Regions from separate parts of the Arachis hypogaea genome. Here region 2 is linked to region 1. Evidence: chromatin contacts called from public Hi-C data. All regions are on one chromosome and are shown on one strand. Each heading gives the region's core, a stretch centred on a gene start, on an enhancer-like site or on the middle of the called end of the contact. The rest is flanking DNA. Distances are from core to core; before and after follow the strand shown.

Evidence for each region. Hi-C and Micro-C count contacts between places; a contact is called where the count stands out from the background.
Region 2: a Hi-C map of leaf shows a contact between it and region 1, with 2.2 times the contacts expected there. The contact joins the promoter of LOC112720815 here to the promoter of LOC112721331 in region 1. A contact is called at or near these places in 2 of 8 Hi-C or Micro-C datasets (both in leaf).

What each region holds. Positions count from the first base shown.
Region 1 is chr11:47,751,445-47,757,169 of arahy.Tifrunner.gnm2.J5K5, reverse strand. LOC112721331 reads left to right here and starts at 1,575. Exons shown (of 1, transcript XM_025772401.1): 1 at 1,575-2,675. The coding sequence starts at 1,575. The coding sequence ends at 2,675.
Region 2 is chr11:48,065,207-48,070,284 of arahy.Tifrunner.gnm2.J5K5, reverse strand. It overlaps LOC112720815 (vesicle-associated protein 1-2), which reads right to left and starts at 2,027. Exons shown (of 8, transcript XM_025771908.3): 1 at 1,728-2,027; 2 at 1,557-1,627; 3 at 1,162-1,243. The coding sequence starts at 1,779.

The DNA of each region.
Region 1 (5,725 bases), core at 326-2,825:
ACGTGCATGTCCCTAAAGGACATTTCTATGTAAATCGAAGCAGACATACTCGATTTAGTTTCGTTGATAGTACATCGAAACAGCCATATTCGATTTAGTAGCGTTTCATGCAAATCGAATCAAACTCATTCGATTTATGTATGAATGGTGAGGGTTCATAGTAAATCGAACGAGCCAATTCGATTTACCATCCTCGAAATGTCCATGAATAAATCGGCACAAGGCAAGTTGATTTAGTATGTATTCAACAAGATATATAAATGGATGTAACTTAATTTGATTTACTAGGCCACAAATTTATATAAATAACTGTTGAATGTGAATTTCTCATCATAGTGCTTTGCAATGGCTAGTGATGAGAGTTAGTTTTGGTGCACTATAGAGGATCGATTAAGAAAAAATGCGTTCCGGAATTAAGTTTACTAATAATGATCTGATTTGTGTTTTTCTCAAACTTTCAACAAGTTTCACCAAGTTTCAAAATACTATAATCCGAAAACTGGGGCTGTAAGGCATGAAACGGGTGGAGAAGTTAGTCTACAGAATTTTGATTTCTGTTTTGTGGGATAACGTGAAGTACGATTCGTTCGTCAAAGGCAGCGACAAAGATTTGCAAGTTCTGTTCCATTGTCGTCGGCAATTCTCATAGGTTAGGACCCTAAGCTGTTGGCCAAGTTTGTGGATGTAGTCTCCAATTCAAGAGGTTCTAACCGGAATCCTCAGCCTTCAGCCATGGTAGCCTACTCTAGTTCGAGGCCTATTAGTACCTCTTCATCTCTGCCCGTGATTCAGCCTGAGGCAGCTTTGGTTGGCACGGGTGACCTAAATCGCACTCATGACGGAGAAGTGGGTGACACTAGTCCCTTTGGTGATGTTGCGATTGCGATGGACGACATTCCTGACGTGGTAACGAAATCCTGACAGGGTGGAGCACCGGATGGTGTGGAAGATGCATTTCAGGATGAGGATGATGATGATGTGGAGCCCACTACGATTGCCGATGATAGAAATGATGAGCTAGTGAGGAGTACTCCAGCTCGGAGTGATGGAGCGGCTAGTTCAGGAACTCCGCAGTACCCCCTGTACTTTTCAACTTTGGACTTGGATGCCATGAGACAGCAGGGGGTACTTGGCATGCCTGTCGGATTTGGGACCAGAGACACACAGGATACAGGAGGACTGGCTGAGTTCCAAGTTGTTCAGTAGTTTCAGGATAAAGAGGAGGCCATGCTGAGCGTGAAGACTTATAGCATCCGACGTGGGGTTGAATTAAAGTGTTGGAATCTGTTTATCACAAGTACCATGGAAAGTGTAAGGAATTCAGCAACGGGGGGACGTGGTTGATTCGTATTAGTCTCTGCCAGCGTAGAGGTATTTGGGAGGTAAAACGATACAATGGACCACATACTTGTCTGGCTACTTCGATATCCAGTGATCATAAGAGGCTTGATTACCATGTGATCTCGGCCTTCATATTGCCTATGATTAGAGTCGATGTTGCCGTGTCGATCAAGGTACTGAAAAATGCGATAGAGACCCATTTTGGTTTTAGACCGACTTACTAGAGTGTTTGGATGGCTAAGCAGAAGGCCGTGGCTCAGATTGACGGAGACTGGGAAGAGCCATATAATGAGTTACTGCAATGGCTGCTAGGTGTGCAGATGACGATGCCAGGTAGTGTTGCAGTGTTGAGGACGAGTCCTGTGCGACTGGGTGGCCAAGTCGATGAGTCGCATGCTTATTTCCACCGTCTTTTTTGGACATTCCCACCATGTATCGAGGCCTTCCAACATTGTAAGCCTCTGGTTAGTGTTGACGGGACCCACTTGTACAGCAAATATGGTGGTACACTGCTGGTTGCGATTGCTCAGGACAGCAATTCCAATATCATCCCTGTCACATTCGCCCTTGTGGTGGGTGAAAATGCAGAGTCGCAATTATTTTTCTTATCCCACCTTCGACAACATGTAATGCCTCAACCAGGTATCTTGGTCATATCGGATAGGCATAACGGGATCAAGACTGCACTGGAGGCTCCTTATGGGGGTTGGCTTCCACCTAATGCATACATGGCATTTTTTATCCGATACGTGGTGGCAAACTTTGCCCTTAGTTTTAAGGGCAAGGATGCTAGGAGATTTCTAGTCAATGTTGCTTATGCAAAGACCGAGGTCGAGTTTGACTATTGGTTTGACATCTTCCGCTCTGAAGACTTGGCCATGTGTGACTGGCCTAATTGGATTGACTATGCACGGTGGACTCAGCATCGCGATGAAGGTAGGAGGTTCGGGTATATGACTACGAACATATCCGAGTGTGTAAACTCGATTTTGAAGGGTGTAAGGAACCTTCCGGTTTGTTCATTGGTGAAGTCCACCTTTGGGAGATTAGCAGAGCTTTTTGTTCATAAAGGAAGAGAAGTAGAGGCACAATTAGGAATCGAGAAGCGGTTTAGTCAGCATTTGATGAAGGCAATTAAGGCTAATCTGAAGGCCTCAAGGTGTTTCACGATGACTTTGTACGACAGGGTCACAGGGATAATTCTGAGTTCACCATGGTTGAGACAACACCGACTGACAGCTTTTCACTTGGATCTTACAAAGTGTCCCTCAAGGACCACACCTGTGATTGCGGATATTTCCAGGCTCTTCATTATCCATGTCGCTATGCCTTAGTGTGCTGTGCATACTCACATTTGGATTGGTCAGTTTATGTCCATGAGATGTATCGCCTCAGCTTGGTATTCGATACTTATTGGTTGGGGTTCACCCCTCCAATATTTGTAGAACTACTGGCAAATGCACCGGGTCGTACCAAGTAATAACTCCGGTGAATGAGTGTCGATTCCACTAGAATTAACGGATTAAGCAAACAATGGTCAATTGATCATTCTAGTCAAACAATTAAAAATAAGTGTTTCACTAGTAAATAGCATGAAAATAGAAAATTAAACAAGAGCAAACTAAAATTAGTTAAGCAGATAAGATAATAAAGATAGTTAAGGTGTCAAATATGTTCACTTCTTAGGAAAACAATCCTTGTGTTTATTTAGATGAGGTATGCAAAGATTAATCACGGCGAATAATAAATAATCAAATTCCAATTTCTTGGTAATTTAATTTCTCTTTAACTTAATTAATAGCTAATTCCTTAGTCAATTACTTAAGAAAAAGAGGTGAAGCCCAATTTTGATTCAATAAGTAAGATTCAAAAATATTCCTAAGTTTGATTTATATGTCACGTATTCAAACTAGTCCTAACAATTGAAACTCACAAAGTGTCGCACACTCTTTAAACCTATTCCTAGTGTAATAAAAAAGTAGTGTGAAAGAGTTTTTAATCTAATTCAAATATTAATTTTTTCCAAAACAATATTTAGAATCCAAGACAGAATTAAAATGTTTTTCAACAATTCTAAATCTTTAGAGATGAAAAACCAAAATTCAATCATGAAATAAATCAAAGGATAAACCTCATATAAAATAGAACACTTAGATTAATAATCTATAAAAAGATGAACAGAGCTTCTAACCTTAATCAAGGAGATTAGTGGCTCACGCTTCAAAATAAAAAATAAGGTATCAAAAACGGCCAACGGTCTGAAGGTGGATCCTTGGATTGTTGAAGGGTGGTTTCCCCAGGGTCCTTTATGAACCTTATATACTAAACTTTAAAACAAAACCTAATCATTAAATTCAAACTAATTCAAAATAAAATAAAATTAAATCTAATCTTTCACATTAAATCTTTCGCTTTGTATCTTTTCTTCAAGGCTTTGGTGGTCTCAAATTTGGCATTCTGAATGGGCATGGAGAGTGGCCAAAGTGGCTTATAAAAGTTAGGCCAAAAAGCAAGTGAAACACCAAGCTTTGGCATACAAAACGCCATGCTTTTCTTCCCCTGGGAGCAGCCTTCCTTTGGTGTGTGAAACGCCAATGTGTGGCATATGGAATGCCACTCCTTTGTGGTCTCTAGAGCTCTCTCTGCTTGGCGTGTGACAGCCTTGTTGCGGCGTGTGACACGTCCAAATGGGTCTTTGAAGTAGACTTCTGAAAATTTGGCCCAACGTGTAATACCGGGCTGCGGCGTGTGGAACGCCACTGAATCATACAAGGTCCTGGGAGTGAGGTCTTGGCGTGTGACAAGCCAATAAGAAGCGTTACATGCCCATACAAATTGTTCAAATGAAAGCCTCGAAGGCGTGTAGTTTCCACACACCCATATTCCTTGTGGCGTTAAATGCCACCCTTTATTCATTGGCGTTCATTCATGCTTGCTTGGTGTTAAACGCCTTGCTTTGCTTCATAAATCAAATAATAACGCCACATGCATAACGCTACATGCATGCTTCATTCTTCATTGGCTTATGCCATATCTTCCTTTGATTCACGCTAATGCATTATGCATTTCTTTGATTCATGCATCATTAAATGGCTTCATTAATTAGTGTGCATGCTTCATTACTTAACGCATGCCTTCCTTTTGTGTGTATGCTTCATGGGCCACGCTTGCTTTAGGGGTCGTGCTTCCAAAAGCGTGGCCTAAGGTTTAAAGCATGTCCGAAGTTTCAAAGTGTGTCAAAAACTCCTCCTTGAGTTTTTTGAGTTTGTTTGTACTTTTTGCTTCTTTTTCTATTATTTTTCTACAATTATCAAAAGATCAAAGCATTCAAAGTATTAATAGAATATCATAATAAAGCACATAATTATCAAGCAAAAACTATCAATTTCACCTAAGAAACACCCAAGAAAAATACATAAAATTTTCATGCATCAATGACCACAACTCTGTATTTTCACCCTCCAAAATGGCGAATGCGACATGGATGATATTGGAATTACTGTCCTGAGCAATCACAACCAGTAGTGTACCACCATATTTGTTGTATAAGTGGGTCCCGTTGACACTAACTAGAGGCTTGCAATGTTGGAAGGCCTCGATACACGGTGGGAATGTCCAAAAAAGACGGTGAAAATAAGCATGTGACTCATCGACTTGGCCACCCAGTCGCACAGGACTTGTCCTTAACACTGCAACACTACCCGGCATTGTCATCTGCACACCTAGCATCCATCGTGCCAACTCATTATATGACTTTTTCCAGTCTTCGTAAATCTGAGCCACGACCTTCTACTTAGCCATCCAAACCCTCTTGTAAGTCGGTCTAAAACCAAAATGAATCCCTATCGTATTCTACAGTACCATGATCGACACGACAACATCAGCTCTAATCATAGACAGTATAAAGGCCGAGATCACATGGTAATCAAGCTTCTTGTGATCACTGGATATCGAAGTAGCCAGACAAGTATGTGGTCCATTGTATCGTTTTACCTCCTAAATACCTCTGCGTTGGCGGAGACTAATACGAATCAACCACGTGCACCCGTTGCTGAATTCCTTACACTTTCCATGGTACTTGTGATAAACAGATTCCAACACTTTATATTCAACCCCACGTCAGATGCTATAAGTCTTCACGCTCAGCACGACCTCTTTTTTATCCTGAAATTGCTGAACAACTTGAAACTCAGCTAGTCCTCATGTATCCTGTGTGTCTCTGGTCCCAAATCCGACAGGCATGCCAAGTACCCCCTATTGTCTCATGGCATCCAAGTCCAAAGTTGAAAAGTATGGGGGGTACTGTGGAGTTCCTGAACTAGCCGCTCCATCACTCCCAGCTGGAGTACTCCTCTCTAGCTCATCATTGCTATCATCGGCAATC
Region 2 (5,078 bases), core at 778-3,277, 310 kb before region 1:
GATGATATCATCATTGCTGCCCCCCAAGCAAGAGATGGTTGACAATGTTAAGCTGAAACTCCAATCAATTTTCAAGCTCAAAATCTTGGGTGACCTCAAGTTTTTTCTGGGTTTAGAACTTGCACACTCTAAAGCTGGCATGGCGCTTACTCAGAGAAAGTATGTGATGTTGTTTTTGACAGAGACAGGTTACTTAGGATGTAAGCCTGCCACCACACCTATGGATGCAAATATGAAACTTCGAGTGGTAAAGGCGATCCCGTACCTGACCCATCCCACTATAGAAGACTCATTGGCCGCCTCATGTCTTTGACTATTTTCAGACCAGACATTACCTTCGTAGTAGTGAAATTGGCCCAGTTTATGTCCGATCCGCGCCTTCCCCATTTGAATGCCGCTCATCATGTCCTTCGTTACTTGAAAGCTGCACCGGGACAAGGGCTCCTTTTCTCATCTAAGTCCAAATTCAATCTCACTATGTACACTGATGCGGATTGGGGTGATTGTTTAGATACGAGGCAATCCACCACTAGGTATTGCACCTTTTTGGGTGATTCTTTGATATCGTGGAAGAGCAAGAAACAAGATGTGGTTTCGAAAAGCTCGACTGAGGCTGAATATCGGGCGTTGGCAAATGCTGCTTGTAAGGTCCTTTCACTCGTTGTTTTGCTAAAATTCATGCACGTTGAGGTCCACTCAGCCATGGTTTTTTGCAACAACATATCGGCTATTCAGATGTCTACCAATCCAACCTTACATGAAAGGTCCAAACACATTGAAATCAACTGACACTTTATTCGAGAAAGTCGCATCTGGGATTATCAAGCTGGTGCACGTTCCAAGCAAGCATCAAATTGCGGATATTCTCACCAAAGCACTCCCTGCACCTCAGTTTCAGTTTCTCATGGCCAAGTTAGGAACATACAACATGTATGCTCCAACTTGAGGGGGGATATTAGATGTTCTGATTAGAAGCATAAGTTAACTAGTTAGTTAGAAATTAAATTAGCTGTACCAGTTAGTTAGAATAAGGATTTAATTAGTCACAGGCTCCATCAACTTTATTATAGTGCATGTATAAATCTTCAATTGAGAAGTTCAATAACTGATTCCATTTTTCCCTTTCGTCTGTTCAATGATAGTGCATAGAAGTATTAGTACCCATGATATCACATGTTGATCGTGGCAAGACAATTCCTGTGTTTGGACGAACACAATACTTCTTCGGATTAGTTGTTTTCACCTGAACAAAACCAAATATGCAACACGTAAACATGGAAATTAAGCATTTTATCACATCAACAAATAAATAAAATAATAGAATAGTAACAAATTATCGTCCAATTTTTTTTAATACCGCATTGCACCAAACACTTGCTGAAGAGTTAAAGTTACTGTGAATTCAATAGATCTTATAATAGAATCAAAACAACAATTCAAAACAAATTCTCCAAATTGACGATAGGAAAATGAAGAGCATGACGAGACAAACAATTTGGATTTTGAAAAATAGAAAGAAGGAAGCTAAAGCTAGAAAAGAAAATGTCACCATTTACCTTGAAAGCTACATAGCTATCGGTCTTATTGAACAATTGGAGAGCGCACGAGATCTGCTTCTTCAACTCAACTAACGAGAAGAAAAGAAAGAATTAGAAAATCATGGAAATTTGAAATCCTAGAAGATGAGAAAAATAGATCGAGGGAGAATGACAAAAATGGGAACTCACAGGGGAACCTGAGCTCGAGAGGTTCGATGCTAAAAAGCTCCCCGTTGCTCATCTCCAACTGATTGAGGTTGCGAAAGGTTCTAGAAGGTTTGCAGTTATGATTGTAAAATAGGAAAGATCCAAAACGAGATTTAGAGGAAGGGGAAAAAGAAAATCGGGAATTGAGAAAATGCAGTGATGAAAGAGATCTTCATTTTGGTTTACGTAACTGATTTCTATTTGGTGGAGAAAGTGGTCGAATTAACAGCATGCTCTGAAACTCGGAAGAAAGAATATAATAATAATAATAAAAAAAGAGTGAAAGGGAGAGTGTTGGGAAATACATATAAATAGTCACCAAAAAACCTTTTTAAATCGATAATTATTTACTAAACCCTAGCAGAGAAAGAGTACGTACTCCGTATTCAGAGAGAATGAGAGAAGGAGAGAGCGGGAACGAGTGTTTGAGGGCGAAACACAGTGAGGATGGCGGCCATGCCGTCGAAAGAGATAAGGGGGAGAGTGTGGGTGGGGGTGCATCCGGTGTCAAGGAGGGTTTTTCACGAGGGGGTTTTTCAAATCCTACAAAGATCTCCTTTAGAGATAAAGTCATTGGTCCAGAGAAATCGAAGGCGTTTGCACTTGCAGGATCTTTATCTGGGGATAGTATAGCCACGGTGGTGGGCAAGCAGGGCGATTCCCAACCTCCATGTGTAAATTTCACTGAAGAAGCCAAGCTTTGTTTGGCAGAGCCTTATCGAGAAGCTTTAGTGATTAAGGTTCTTGATAAAAATTATAGTTACACAGCTCTTTCACACAAGCTTCGGATGGTTTGGCGCATCAAAGGTGACTTTGATCTGCTTGATGTGGGGTTTGGGTACTTCATGGTAAAATTCGATGCATGTGAAGATCGTGAGAAGGTCATGCTTGGTGGCCCGTGGTTGATTGAGGGGCACTATGTTGCTGTAAAACCGTGGGATATAGATTTTCGGCCATGTGAGCAATCCTTCGGGTCTACGCTTGTATGGGTTCGGATTTCGGGGCTCCTAATCTGGTGCTATCAGGAACAGGCCATGATGCGTATTGCTTCTGCAATAGGAGTTCCCATCAAAGTGGACTTAGCCACTAAATTGGCTGAGAGAGGACGATATGCCCGAGTATGTGTTCAAATAAATTTAGGACTGCCAGTGATCAAACATATCATTGTGGAAGGCGTAACTCATGTAGTGGAGTATGAAAGTTTAAATTTAATTTATAACTCTTGTGCACGTTATGGTCACGATATGGCACAGTGCTTGGGTAGAGACTCTAGGGAAGGAAAGAGTGTTGATTCCGATGCCACCAAGCCACGGGATGGTACAAAGGCAGTGCCACATCCTGAGACCAAAATTCACAATTCAAATGAAGTAGAACCTAATGTGGTAGGTGGCGTTACTGGCAAGAATCCTGCATCGAATTTGCAAGAAGATTTGGAGGCTAATAATTTGGAAGGAAATAATGTTGAGGAGGCTTGCATGCATGATGAACCAGGCTGGGAGCAAGTTGTGAGGAAAGGTAAAACCAAGCTGGGTCAGAAGCAATCTAACAAGGTCCAAAGAGGCATTCAATCCAGAATCGATTCGGGTAGAGTAATCAGGCCCACCATTCACTTCTCTCACACGAATGGATCAAGCTCCTATCGTGCTAGGGTCGGGTCACGAGTCAAGGTCGGACACAGCGCTTCCCGTGTTGGTGAGACGTCAATCTCCTCAACCCGATACACCCCAGTGCCTTGCGGGTCCTCTCTCCGGAAACGACCAAGGCCGGGGTCCCTACAGAGCTCGCCAGTTGAGAAGAATGGAGGCACGGTGGTGGAAGCATCGTCATGTCTTCCTGCAACCGTGAAGGAGGGTGTTACCGTGGCGGTTCCATTGGAGAAGGAAGGCACATTGCCGGCTGTTACTGCGTCGGTAGGTGGGATTAAGGAGATATTCCAGGGAGATCTGGCAAACCTGAAGGTCACGGGAGTCACTTCCGCTGGGCAAGCCTCGGTTTGAGGTTGGTGAAGCACTTTGATTTTCTTGTTTTATATTTTTATATTTTATATTATGGATAGTTTAAATATAATAGCTTGGAATATTAGGGGTGCTTCTAATAAGTTAGCCCGGGTGAATTGTAAAGAGCTGGTTAGGAAATTTAAACCTGTAATTTTTATTGTGGTTGAAACTCACTGTCCTTTTCAACACTTGAAAATGTTCTGGGAAAGACTTGGTTATCACCCTATTGGTATAGTGGAGGCGTCAGGACACAAGGGGGGTATTTGGTTACTTTCTGCAATACAGGGTGTTCACTGTAAATGGGTTGATACTTTCGATCAGTGTGTTACAGTTGAGGTTCAGGTAAATAATGTGATTTGGAGGTGCAGTGGTATCTATGGTAGTCCTCAATTTAATACCAGAGTTTTGCTATGGGATTATCTTGTTACTCAGTCTTCGTCTTTCTGCGGGCCATGGATTGTTCTTGGTGATTTTAATGAAGTACTATTCTCTCATGAATCTAAGGGTTGCCTCTTCTCGAGTCATCATGCAGATCGGCTTGCTGCCTCTCTAGGGGATAGTAATCTGTTTGACTTGAAGACTATTGGAAGACAATTTTCTTGGTACAGAAGGGTTAAAAATGGTGTTGAGGTGGCGAAAAAACTTGACCGGGTTTGTATCAATAGTGGCTGGCTATCTCTCTTTCCAGAGGCTTACGCAGAAATTTTAAATAGGCTTCAATCTGATCATTGTCCTATCCTAGTACGCTGTACAGGTCGTCCCCAACCGAAAAAGAATAGACCTTTTCGGTTTATTGCAGCTTGGGCAACTCATCCGGGGTACAGAAATATTGTGAACCAGTCATGGCAGGCTGGCTACAGAGAGATGCATGGCAAGCTTTCAGAAGTGCAGAAGAACTCTTTGGAGTTTAATTCTAAAGTGTTCGGCAATATTTTCGTTAGAAAATGCAAATTGGAGAGACAGATTAATTTTCTTCAGAAGCGACTTGAAGTAATGGAAGATTTGTCTATGCGGCAAAAAGAAAAACAGCTGATTGAGGAATTTAATAACACGCTTGTGCAGGAGGAACTTCTATGGTTTCAAAAATCCAGAGAGCAGTGGGTAAAATTTGGGGATAGAAATACCAAGTTCTTTCATGTCCAGACTCTTGTGCGGAGAAAGCATAATAAGATTCATGGTCTCTTTCTTCAAGACGGGGTGTGGGAAACGGACCCGGATGTCCTTAGAAGGGAAGCTGAATCCTTCTATAAACGCCTATTCTGCCAGTCGGAGGATGTAGACTTAGGTTGTCTTGGTGATGTGCCGCTGCCTTCCCTGAATGATGAAGCCTGTTGTA